Regions from separate parts of the Macaca mulatta genome. Here region 2 is linked to region 1. A link is a contact called in public Hi-C data. All regions are on one chromosome and are shown on one strand. Each heading gives the region's core, a stretch centred on a gene start, on an enhancer-like site or on the middle of the called end of the contact. The rest is flanking DNA. Distances are from core to core; before and after follow the strand shown. Region 1 holds the start of FLII (FLII actin remodeling protein). Region 2 holds the start of TOP3A (DNA topoisomerase III alpha).

Evidence for each region. A called contact is a pair of places that touch in the nucleus more often than the background predicts.
Region 2: a Hi-C map of blood shows a contact between it and region 1, with 2.0 times the contacts expected there. The contact joins the promoter of TOP3A here to the promoter of FLII in region 1. A contact is called at or near these places in 2 of 14 Hi-C or Micro-C datasets (blood and liver).

Annotation. Positions count from the first base shown.
Region 1 is chr16:19,842,706-19,845,746 of T2T-MMU8v2.0, forward strand. It overlaps FLII (FLII actin remodeling protein), which reads right to left and starts at 1,367. Exons shown (of 30, transcript XM_015118760.3): 1 at 1,265-1,367. The coding sequence starts at 1,327. MIEF2 (mitochondrial elongation factor 2) reads left to right here and starts at 2,930. Exons shown (of 5, transcript XM_077970490.1): 1 at 2,930-3,041.
Region 2 is chr16:19,898,482-19,901,231 of T2T-MMU8v2.0, forward strand. TOP3A (DNA topoisomerase III alpha) reads right to left here and starts at 1,320. Exons shown (of 19, transcript XM_015118765.3): 1 at 912-1,320. The coding sequence starts at 1,091. SMCR8 (SMCR8-C9orf72 complex subunit) reads left to right here and starts at 1,600. Exons shown (of 2, transcript XM_001095753.5): 1 at 1,600-2,750. The coding sequence starts at 2,092.

The sequences.
Region 1 (3,041 bases), core at 117-2,616:
TGACTGGAGGCCTGGGGTGGGGGATTCCCCCCTCCAAGCCTTTGCAAAGGCCCCACCTGTACCCTCACCCTGCCATCAGCACACAGGCGATTCACACAGCCAGGGCCAAACTCTTGCTTGTGGAGACCGTGGCTCCCCACCCTGCAGGGCAGGGCCGTATCACTGCACTCCCCCAGTGTGTGAACGCCCACCTTGGCACCCAGCCCTTGTGGCACCAAGTCTGGGGCAGCACGTGCCTTCAGTGCCCGCGGCTGGTATTCCTCTCCCCCTGGGGCCACATTCCCAGCTGGTGACTCAGACTCTCCCAGTTCAGCAAAGAGGAACAGAGACCCCAGGTTAGGGTGGTGGGGATGGGGTCAGGGAAAAGTGGTGTGGACACTTGTACTTTGGGTCAAAGGTGTGTACACATGCAGGTAAACGCAGGAAAAACCTGCGTTTTCATTCTCGGCCCCAGACTGACAACCCAGGCAGACCCTGCCAGTCACCCACCCTGAAAGTGAGGCTGACCCTCCAGCCAGCTCTTCCCTCCTCTCTTTTTCTGCTTCCCCTATGGTACGGCGATGCCTGTCTCATTCCTGAGTCCTGGAACCACCTCCCGCCCCACCCACTGGCTACAGAGGGCTGGGCTCCGTCATTTTCTCTCTCAGTACAGCAGCTGCTCAGACCCAGCACCTGGCACACCCGCCTGACACACTCTCCACACCAACAAATCTCACTACACCCCTTGCATCCAAGGAGGCGACTTTTAAGCCCTTTCACCGGCTGAGAAAGCCCGGGCTCTGAGAGGGGAAGTGATCTGAGAGGCCCAGGATCACACAGGATGGCGGGTGGCGGTGGCGGGGAGAGGGCAGTGATGAGTCGGCTCCGCACCCGCCCCTGGGCGGCCAGGCCGCCATCCCTGAGTCAGGGCCTGGCTTGGGCGTGTGACCTCTCGGGGGCGGGGAGGCTCGCCCGACCCCCAGGCCACCATCCAGCCCAGACGGATAACACGGACACGGGGTGGGGGCTCCCGGCCGGGTCCCCGGCGGGACTCCGAGCCCAAGCGTCCGTCCTGGGCCTGCCCGGCCTCGGTCTCCCCGTACAGGCACCGGGCGGAGGCCTCGGAGGTCCATTCCTGGCCAGGGGAGAGCCCCACCCCCGCCCCGGCCGCAGTCCCGGGGACGCGCAGGGCCTGGAGCCGGGCGGGACAGGAAGCGGAGGCCAAGCGGGCCGGGCGGAAGAGAAGGCCTGCAGGGAGGCCCAGCACGCGCCCGGTCCAGCTCACCTTGAAGTCGTTGCCGCTGAGGTCCACGCCACGCACGAACGGCAGCACCCCGGTGGCCTCCATGGCGCCCCTCTCGCTGCCGGGCCGGGCAGGGCTAAGGAACGCCGGGGCGGGGGCGGTGCGGGGAGCCACGGGCTGGGCCAGCGCCGGCCCCGCCCCTTTAACCCGCCCGCGCCGGTCGCTTTCCGCCGGGAAGGGTAGGCTTTAGGCCTCTTAGGGCCTCAGTTTCCCCGTCTGTTCAAAGACTGCGGTGGCATCAAGGAGTGCTGGGCGTCTCCTGTGCAGGAGCTGGAGGCTTCCACCATCTCCAGGCTTAAGTCCCAGCGTCTCAGGGTAGGGGCCGTAACGGCCGCTGGGCCAGGCACCGTCCCCTGTACTGCTGCAGCACATGAAGCTGGCCCTGACCTCGGAGAGATTCTAAACCCAGGCCCCGGGTCGCAGGGGCCCAGGAAGTGCCTGTACTTGGCTGACCGGTGGTAGTGAGACACCTGGCTCCTCGGGTCCTAGCTCTCCAGCTTCTGGACTTCGTTTCCTCATGTGTTGTTTTTATTTTGTTGAGACAGGGTCTTCTTGCTCTGCCGCCCAGGCTGGAGTGCAGTGGTGTGATCATAGCTCACTGCAGCCTGGAACTCCTGGGCTCAGCCTCCCGATTAGCTGGGACTATAGGCGCAGACCACCACACCTGGCTAAATTTATTTTTGTTTTTTTGTAGACACGAAGGTCTTGCTATGTTGCCCAGGCTGGTCTTGATGTCCTGGCCTCAAGTGATCCTCCGGTCTCAGCTTCTCAGAGTGCTGGGATGACAGGCGTGAGCCACCGCGCCCTACCCAGTTTCCTCATTTGTAAAATGCTTCCTAAGATTGTCACCATAAGTAAATGAACAAAGAATGCACGTGTAGCCTGCAGCATACAGCAGGCGCTCAGTGAGTGGCAGGTTATTATTCCGTTTTGTTTTGTGTGCCAGGTTTATTATTCCCACTTAGTGTCAGCACCCCTGTGCTCGTGCCCCCCTACAAAGGGAGGGTCCAGAAGAGAAGCATCTGTCTTGGTCCCTGCTGTTCACAGGGGGCTCGCCCTGGCTGACACATAGCAGGACCCCGATAAATGAGCCACAGCTGTTATATGCCCAGCCATGCTTCGTAGGGGAGGAGGGGGTCTAGTGTCCCCATTTTACAGGAGAAAAACAGGCCCAGGTGGAGAATGGCCCACATAAGCTCGCACGGAGCAGGTGGCAGGGGTCGGCACTTTCGCCACACTGTGCCTCGCAGGCCCACAGTTAAGAACGAGGCCACCAAGACACTCTCTCGCAGAGGTGATCTAACAGGTTGGATGTGCCGGGCCTCTAGCCATGTGCAGCCTCTCTACCTGGCTCCTGGAAGGAACGGGGGCCCAGACAGCTTTTTCCACACCGGAGGCTCACATTACAACGCACAGACTTCCCGGAGGGCTGCCTGTCACATCACCTGGTCGCAGGCTCGGAATGCAGCCCTGCACCTTTAAATTCGGACTGCGTCAGGGAGTCCCGCCCCGAAGGGAGCGCGTCTGTCGGCTGGGGGGCGGGGCCTGCCCTTCATTGGCTGAACTGCGCAGTATTTTGGCACCTGTGCTCCGAACTCGAGCGCTCCGATTGGACTTAGGGCCTGCTTGTCTGCGTGCTGCGAAGTCCGCGGCCGCCCCCGGGGGCCCTCGACGTCGGGTTCCAGGGTCCTTCACGTTCCAGTCTCAGGCTGGTTCGAGCTCAGGGACCGTGGTCCCGCGGCCTCCTCCGGTTGTTGTG
Region 2 (2,750 bases), core at 70-2,569, 56 kb after region 1:
CATTTTTCAAGAGGCCCAGAGCCCTAGAAGTAGACAAACCTTGGGGCTGGTCACCAGGACTTCTAGCACTGGAAACAGGTAAAGCTGTCAGCCAACATTCACACAACCCTGGCTCCACTCCCACTATCCTTGAACTGGAAACGCGTCTTAGGACCCCGGGAACTAAAGAAAAACGAGCAAGGAACTTCCACCCACGCTCTTAGAAAAGAACCATTTCAGGATCTACTTTTGTTATCTGAGATATTTTCCTGGACAGCTCTTTATGTCTCCCGTGGCACCTCCTTTATGAAACTTTTTCTTATCCTCCTTTGGTTTGTGCCTCCCGTGTGTGTGTAGAACACATTCTTACCACTTACCTCTCTCAGAATCAGTTCATCATCTCTAATCCCCAAACCTTACCGTGTTGCTGTCACTGTGTACTTTGAGGCTGGAAAGTCACAAGGGCTGTAGAACACAGTGGCTGTGGCACAGGATGGGGAGGGCTAGGTTGGCTGGGGAGCGATCGGGCAGGGCTTGAACGCCAAGTTAAGGGAATCTGGTCAGTAGTCCCCAAATGAATTTCTGAATCTCGAGGGAAGAACAGTAAAATACAGACTTCCCCAACCTCACACAAGACCCAAAGGGCAGCCAGTGCCCGAGGCGGTTCCGAGAATCAGACAAGTTTGGGAACCTGCTAAGGGCAAGGAAAACAAAAGGTTTCCAAGCAAATGAGTGAAATATCTCAACTACGTTTTAAAATGCACTCCGGTCGGATAGCAGACAGCAGGCCACCGCAATAATCCAGATGAGGGGCGGTGAGGCCTGAGAAATGGGAGATAATCGCCTTCATCTCGATTCACGGCGCCCACCACGCTGTCCGGCTCGGCGGGCCTCCCTTAAGGCACGTAGCTGATCGGAACGCGCTTTCTTACCCGCCTCATGCGACCGTTGGACAGCAGGTCGGCGATCCCCTTGGCCGCGTCGTTTTTTTCGGCCACACAGAGGACTTTCCGCACGCCTCGGAGGGCCACCTCCATGGCGGCGCGGGAAAAGGCACGGTCTCCGGGCTGTCGCAGCCACCGGAGCGCGGAACGGAGGACAGGAAAGATCATCCTTAGGCCCCGCGCCTGCAGCCGCTCCCCGGCTGCCGGCGCATCCTTGGGAAGCCAGAGGCGATGCTCAACTGGCGCCCACCGAAAAGGAACTAGAGCCTCGCTTCGGTCACGTCCCCACCAGCCTGCTGGCTTTTGGAGCTTCAGTCACTTAGTCTTTTCCGTGCTGCAGCCGCCGCCTCAGCACTGAACCCAGTACCTTGGCGTGGAGCTTCCGCCCGCCTTCTCCAGCCACTTCCGCCAGGCGCGCGCCCCACAGCGACCTGGAACTACAAATCCCAGACTGGCCCGCGCCCCTCGTCCAAGCACGTTTCCCCCTACCACCTCCCCGACTCACTCCGCCCCACTTTCCCCTCCTTCCCAGCAGTGGTTGGTTAATCACACTCCTTCTTGGGGGAAGCCGCCGGACACCCCCATCCAAGGCCTTCTCTTTCTCATGACTTTATTTTCTCCTGCTCGGAAGTCTACGAGGACGCTTCCGGGTCACGCGGCGCCGACACCAGGAATCATGTGACACCAAGATGGCGGCGCCGCGGTAGCTGAATCCGGGTTGTGGCGTCCTAGGAGCCGCGACGGTTTCTGCCCTCGGGCAGTGAGGGGCGGCAGCGCTTGGCTGACCCCTGCGGCGTCCCGTAGCCTCGCGTTAAGCCTGGTTCAGAGCGAGGGCTGTTGCTTGTCGCGGTGGGTTTCAGGGAGTGCAGGTGACCTCGCTGCAGGTTTCTTGTGCTGGCCGCGCTCGCCGGAGGAAGAAGAGGGCATTTGGGCCTGCGGCCTTGGCGTTCATGAGGCCTCCGAGAGCTCCGGAGGAGCTACAACTCCGAGGGGGCGGCTAGAGTTCGAGTCCTCGGGTGCGTGAGAAGCAGCCTAGGACCCCGGGTTCGGGGAGTCGCAAAGGCGGTAAGGGCTTCGCTTCCTTCTCCGGAGGCCTGCTTTCTGCGCGTCGATTAACCCCGCATTTTTTCCCACTTCCTCTCAATGTTTTCTTCATACATCTGGAAATATGATCAGCGCCCCTGACGTAGTGGCCTTCACTAAAGAGGAAGAATATGAGGAAGAGCCTTACAATGAGCCGGCCCTGCCTGAGGAGTACTCGGTGCCGCTTTTCCCCTTCGCCAACCAGGGTGCTAACCCCTGGTCAAAACTGTCTGGGGCCAAGTTTTCGAGGGACTTCATTCTTATTTCCGAGTTCTCTGAGCAGGTGGGACCCCAACCGTTACTCACTATCCCCAATGACACCAAAGTTTTTGGCACTTTTGATCTCAATTACTTCTCCCTGCGTATCATGTCAGTGGATTACCAGGCTTCCTTCGTGGGCCATCCTCCTGGATCTGCCTACCCCAAGCTGAACTTCGTGGAGGACTCCAAGGTGGTGCTGGGAGATTCCAAGGAGGGAGCCTTTGCATACGTGCACCACCTTACCCTATACGACCTGGAGGCCCGTGGCTTCGTGAGGCCGTTTTGCATGGCTTATATCTCTGCAGACCAGCATAAAATCATGCAGCAGTTCCAGGAGCTTTCAGCCGAATTTTCCAGAGCTTCTGAGTGCTTGAAAACTGGAAACAGGAAAGCATTTGCTGGGGAACTTGAAAAAAAGCTGAAAGACTTGGATTACACCAGGACAGTGCTGCACACAGAAACAGAGATCCAGAAGAAAGCCAA